2 separate regions of the Mus musculus genome follow, and region 1 is linked to region 2. The links are chromatin contacts, called in public Micro-C maps. All regions are on one chromosome and are shown on one strand. Each heading gives the region's core, a stretch centred on a gene start, on an enhancer-like site or on the middle of the called end of the contact. The rest is flanking DNA. Distances are from core to core; before and after follow the strand shown.

Evidence for each region. A called contact is a pair of places that touch in the nucleus more often than the background predicts.
Region 1: a Micro-C map of embryonic stem cells shows a contact between it and region 2, with 2.4 times the contacts expected there. The contact joins two enhancer-like sites. A contact is called at or near these places in 2 of 484 Hi-C or Micro-C datasets (both in embryonic stem cells) and 4 of 115 datasets of contacts at active chromatin or transcription factors (embryonic limb bud, large pre-B cells, memory CD8 T cells and 1 more).

Annotation. Positions count from the first base shown.
Region 1 is chr11:117,585,332-117,588,370 of GRCm38.p6, forward strand. No RefSeq gene overlaps it. Among named protein-coding and RNA genes, the nearest start is that of Gm51933, 18 kb to the left of the region's middle. Within about 2 kb of position 1,255, at least 14 of the 459 cell types and tissues checked have an H3K27ac peak or open chromatin away from gene starts, as enhancers often do. A contact at or near this core is called in embryonic stem cells, where this site is marked.
Region 2 is chr11:117,080,091-117,083,344 of GRCm38.p6, forward strand. No RefSeq gene overlaps it. Among named protein-coding and RNA genes, the nearest start is that of Mir6516, 4.4 kb to the left of the region's middle. Within about 2 kb of position 1,296, at least 257 of the 459 cell types and tissues checked have an H3K27ac peak or open chromatin away from gene starts, as enhancers often do. A contact at or near this core is called in embryonic stem cells, where this site is marked.

The DNA.
Region 1 (3,039 bases), core at 5-2,504, 510 kb after region 2:
TGTGACTGTGGTAGCCAAGTGGCCTCCCAGGTCTTTATTTGGCTGTTACTACTTGCTTGTTTGTTCTGTTTTGAGAAAAGGTCTATGTCACCCAGACTAGTCTCAAACTCACTGTGTAATCGAGGATAACCAGTGTCTTAAGAACTTTTCTATTACTGTGAAGAGATACCGCCAAGGCAACTTATAGAAGAAAGAGTTTAACGGGAGCTGGCTTACAATTTCAGAGAGTGAATCTGTGATCATCATTGTGGGAAGCAAGGAAGAGGGCGGGGCAGGCATGCACTGGAACTCACGTGTTAAGACAATCGGGAGGCAGAGAGCTAACTGAGAATGCCTTTGAAACCTCTAAGCTCACCTTCAGTAATGCACCTCCTGTAGAAAGGCCACGCCTCCTAATTCTTCCCAAATGGTTCCACCAGCTGGAGACCAAGCACTCAAATGAGTCTATGGGGGCCATTCGCATTCAAACTACCACAGCCTTGAACTCTTGATCCTCCTGCTTTCACTTCTTGAGTGCTGGAATCACAGGTGTGTGCCACTTTGTCTGGTTCATGCAGTGCTAGGGATCAAACCCAGGGCCTCCTGTGTGCTAGGCAAGCACTCCAACAACCAAGCTACATCCCAGTAATTAGTGGTTTAGCAGGCTTCCTAGGAAGACCTTGTTAGAGACAAAGACACAAACACACACATACACACAAAGACACACACACACAAAAGTACTCACACAAACACACATACACACAATCTTGTTCAACAGTGAAGATTGCATGGTCCTAACCCCCTCCCCATTTATTCTAATCTACCACTGTGTCTCTTTCTCCACGTGGTTGTAGCTTCACATCTGGAAGGCATGCATGTGACCCACTAATATGATGTAATGAAGGCTGTGCCCCCTACCTCAGAGGTCACACACTGGATATGCAACCTGAGCCTGGGGCATTGTTTTCCTGAGTGTGTACGCTAAGAGCCTCCTTAGCAGAGCTTAGTGTGCAGAATCCAAGGCCAGGGCTTTGTTTAATACGAGTCTTGTTTCTCCAGGCATCAAAGAGATTAATTTTGCAGAGTAAACAGACTTCGAAATGGGACACAGGCTCTGAAAGTCTGTGCCTGGCTTAAGAGAAGGAGGGAAGGAGAAGATAGGATCCTTCTCACAAGCATTCAGCAGGCAAGATTTGCTCCTACGAAGTATGCAGAGACCCTACTGAGTCTGGCCGAGACTCTGGACAGTTCAGGTGAGGGTGGCTTTCTGCCCTGCTTCCCTTGTGTCTACCTCCACACGGGAGCCCCATCTCCCGTGGGGCTGACAATGTCCAAGGATGTGCTGGCTAAATTCCAGAAGAGTTTGAAGACGGTGCCTGGGAAAGACATTCGGTGGACTGGTAAGGCACCCCCTCACCCCAAGCAGCTCCTTTCCACAAATAGACCTTCCACTCAGCTTAACCCAGAAACCGGGTGTATCTTTGGGATCCTGACCCCTTGGAAATTCCCAGCTGAGATACGGCAAGTTCTCCTTGTTGATGGGTACCCACTCCTTAGCCACAGGCTCTGCACCCGCTTCTCTCTGCCTAGCATCCTCCAGTCTCCACATTCAACTCCTTCCTCTTCAGTCTTAAACACCAGTCCCTTGTGAACACCCTCTTCAATCAAACCCCTCCTCCTCCTTCTGGGACTATCTGAGCCACCCCCACCTCTAGGGAGCTCTGGCTCAGCCTAGGGGCTCTGGGAGAACTGAGCTGTGTCGGGGTGGCTCCTTATATCCCAGCACCAAGCACAGTTAATAAATGCTGAATGAACATGCAAATGAAGAAATGTATATGCAAATAAATAAATGAATGTGCAAATGAATCAGTGAATATGCAAATGAAAAATGAACCACAGCTGAATGAATGAGAAAGCCCGGCTGCTCAGAGATAGATCAGTCCAAGTGTAGCAGAAATTAACAATGTCAGCAGAGGCCTAGGAAGCTGGTCGGCTTCAAGGCTCGGTGACAAGTCCCCAAACCATTCGACATAGCATGTAGCGCTGTGGGAACATGGCTGCAGCTTTGCTCATGATCTGGAGGATCTGGGAAGGACTATGAAGGGCTACTTTTCTGTGAGAGAAAAGGCCTGTCTCCTTCTGGGTCACCTCTTCTGTCCTCTTAAGACACCACTTGAAGATTCCACATGGCCAACAGATGCACTGAAGAAATCTCCTGTTTGCCAGTCATTCTCAGGAGACCATTCTAGAATTGGATTTCACACCTCTCCTCTCAAGAGCATCCTTGGGTGCTGGGGAGATGGCTCAGTCAGGAACATGAGAACCTGAGTCTGGATCCCCAGTGCCCGTGTTAGAAGCTGGCACTCTGCTGATCTCAGTGGTGGTGAGATGGTAGGCAGAGACAAGCAGATTCCTTGGTGTCCTAGCTTCATCTCTGTTGCTGTAATATAATGTCCAGCAAAAACCCTTTAGGGGAAAAAGGGTTAATCTTAGCTCACAATGCCAGGTGACAGGCCATCCTTGAAGGGAAGTCACAGCAGGAGCAGATTGAAAGAACCAGTCACATCGCATCCACAGTTGAGAGCAGAGAGAGATGGACACATGCATGCTCACATGCTTGCTTGATTATGCTCAACTTGACTTCTCTACTCACCTGCCTAAGGAATGGTGCCACCCACAGTGGGCTAGGAAATCCTATATCAGTTAACATAATTAAGACACCTCCCCCAACATGGCCACCTAATATAGACAGTCCCTCACTGAGACTCTCTTCCCAGGTGACTTTAGGTTGGTTTTAACATAGTTGACAATTAAAACTAACCCTCACAATTACCTAGCTTGTCCCATGGGACAAAATTCCCAGCCTGCCATGTAGGGCAAATGTCTTAGAGGGAATCAGGTTACAGAACACACGGAGCCTTACTTGACAAGCCAATAGTGGTTACTCGGAAGGAGAGCTGGCAGGAACCAACTGGGAAAGGGAAGGGATTGAACAGGCCCTGCACCCTCATCTTCTCCCCAGCAAAGGATTAGAGCAGCTTCCCTCTGGAGATAGACTTT
Region 2 (3,254 bases), core at 46-2,545:
GAGCCGCTTAGGTGATGACCCAGGGAGGGCTCATCGTGGAGGCAGAAACACCTGGGGTTTCTTCACACTGGGGCTTCAGCACCAGCCAGCCCTGTGGTCTTAGGCATGTCACTTCCTCTCTGTACCTGGAGTGCCTTGACACAGGTACGGTGACAATAGGTAAAGCAGGCGCATCCCGTGGGAGAAGCCTGGTGCTACCCAGGCAGGAAGCTGCAGTAGCTGCAGGCTCCTGGCATCGTCTCAGCGATCACATTTGGGCCTCACGAAATTGGTACTGTCGTCCACGTGCCGTCTCTAGAAAAAGACTGTGCTGCCTAAATGAAGGTGTTGAGATGCAGTGTACACTGGAGAAAATAGCCTGTGGTGATCTTTCTGGAGTAGACTGCTGTGGTGGCAGGTTCCTGACTCATCCAGTGTGGGGTGTTTTTCCTGCCCACAGAACGCAGTGTCTTCATGGTGGCTCCAATCTGCCCTCAGCTTGTCTGAGCAGCCCGGGACTTCTGTTCACAGGTCCTCAGAGGACCAGCGCAGTCCTGGTTTGACAAGTCTTCTGAGCACACAGCTCCTGGGCCCCTCTGAGCGTGTGTCTGGTTATCAGCAGAAAACTGACGGGAAGCAGCTGAGGTTGGTGGGGATACTCGGAGCCCACGGTTCTTCCGGTCAGTCCAAGGAGGGTGCTGGAGGGTCCAGGAGTTCAGTGCTTGGTCTGGGACTTGTGACAGGGTCTCACATGCAATTCTGAATGACTTAGAACTTACGGTGTAGCCCAGGCTAGACTCAAACTCCCCGCAACCCTTCCCACAAGAACTGGGATTACAGGCATGTGCCTCCGTGTGATCCCAGTGGGATTTTAAGACAGTATCCCACTCTGTCGTACAAGCTAGCCTCAAATTCATGCTCATGGCTGGTACAGGTGTCACCACCATGCTGAGTGTGTGCTGGGACTTCTGAGGCAGATGTTTGCCCAGGGCAGGGTGGCCTCTACATCCGTCCTCTTCCCTCTGAAATGCCACCCCCAGCTAGGTGGCTTCTTCCTCTGCCGGCATCTTTATTGACTGCTCAGCAGTAGCCTTCTGGCTCGCTGGCCGCCTTTGGAACTCGAGGACCTACAGCTGCTACTGAAGCCCAGAGTATTGCATGTGGCTGCAAGAGTTCCCAGCCAAGCCCTGCACCCTTCTATCTACTCCACAGATCCCCTGGCCCTGTGGCTGCCTACACATGATAGGCGCTGACTAGTTGACCCCACAGGCATGCTTAAGATGTAGCCTCTGGCAAGTCCTGGGCTGGCTTGGCCCGCTGCCACCCTGGATTACATAAGAATTAGAACAGCCCCATGAAATTAGTGGTCAAGAAAGCCTTAGAGCCTGAGAGATAGCTCAGTTGGTAGAGTGCTTGCCTCGAGAAGCAAGGACAAACCAAGGACTCTGATTCCCAGAACCCAGTAAAACTAATCTGGACATGGTGGCACGTGTTTAATACCAACCTAGGAGTCACAGAAACAGGCAGATCCTAGGGCCCACTGGCCCCTGGTCTAACCTACATAGTAACCCCCAGGCCAGTCAGAGAACATGTCTCAAAAGCAAAGTGGACAGCACTTGAGGAAAAATAACTCTGAGACACGCAGAAAGAAGCCCTTAAAATGCTAAAGCGCTTGTGGAATTTTGCTTCTCTTTCTGTCCACTAGAGGGCGCAGTTCCACACCAGGCGCTCTTGTAACAGCCAGTACTACAAAGGGTAGAATCCATTTGTGTTTGAAGCCAAGACTTCTTTCATCAGAAAGCTATGCGGGAGGTGCAGCGGCAGGGTGGGGCACTTGCTTAGGAATCCGTCAGTTGGTCCCAGTTGTGCTCCGTCTCTAGGAAACGCTCACATCCTGGAGCAGCTGACCCCATTCTGGGCTTGTGCAGTTGGGGGCAAGGGCATGTTCTAATGTGCCTCTCCATGCAGACACTCCTCAGGATGCTGTTCTACTAATCTGTGGGTGGGTTCCCCCAGCTGCAAGGGTTCACATCAGTTCTCAACCTGTGTGTTGCAACCCTTTTGGCAAACCTGTGTCTCCAAAAATTATAATGATTCATAATAGCAAAATTACAGTTATGAGGTAGCAACAAAGGATCATTTTATGGATGGGGATCACACAGCGTAAGGAACTGTATTAAAGAGTCGCAGGTTGAGAACCGCTGGGTTTTAAGCATCCAAGACAAGAACAGCTCAACTTAATGCTGAAAAGTACAGATAAGACAGAGCCAGCGATGTTAGATCAATGGTTGCCATGCCCTTGAAAGCCAAGGTCGAATGGAAAGGAAAAGCCGGGTGTTCCAGAAGTGTGGTTCTCTGAACCTGGTTAACGCCTTTCTGGTGGATCAAACTCATTTAGTTGAGCTTTCTGATGGACCCCAGTGAAGTGTAATTGGGTGCTAACTGCTGGCCATATCCGGCTACAGAGCCCTCTGGGAACTTCCCATCCCTCAGGGAAAGCAGGAAATGCATCAGAGAAGGTGTGGGGAAGGAGAGCAGTCAGGCTCCTGTTGTTTTCCGTCCTAGGTAAGAGAGCCAGGAAATGCCAGAGACGTGACCTTTAGCAAAACCTAAGGTCAGAGAGTAAGTGGAGCCTCTTGCAGAGAGGAGGGCAGCGAGGCTTTGGGGTGCTGGGCAAGTCTCCTGGGGCCAACAGCCTGGACTGGCAAGCGGGAGGCTTTAGTTAGCTTCGTGCTTTCTTCTTTGGAGGGGATTGGGAAGCTCGCCTCTCCTGATGCAGCTTACATGAGAAGCCTTTCTTCTAACCCTGCTGCATGTGCCCACTGAGAGGACCCCCCCAGTCTTTACCTGAGGGACGGGAAAGTAGAACACACAGACAGGGAAAGACAGTCCACATAAAGCCCTTGACCATTCACTTTATCTAGAAGCCTACTGCGCATGTGTGCTCGAGACTCAGAGTGTGTGTGCGTGTGTGTGTGTGTGTGTGTGTGTGTGTGTGTGTGTGTGTGTGTGTGTATATCCATGCACGTGTGCGTTGTGCTAAGGTTTGCGTCTAGGGCAGATATTCTCCCACTGAGCTACACCACCCTCCCCCCTTAGTTTTACTGTTTATTTTGACACAGTCTTGATACATTGTAGCAGCTGGGCCTTTGGCTCCTCACTCTGAAATCTAGATTTACAGGTCTTGGATTTGTGACTGGCCTGCGAGGGCCTCCAGGTACACCTCCAAATCCAACTTGCCTGAGCGTGGTGCCCCAGTTCCCTTGCCTGTTCCT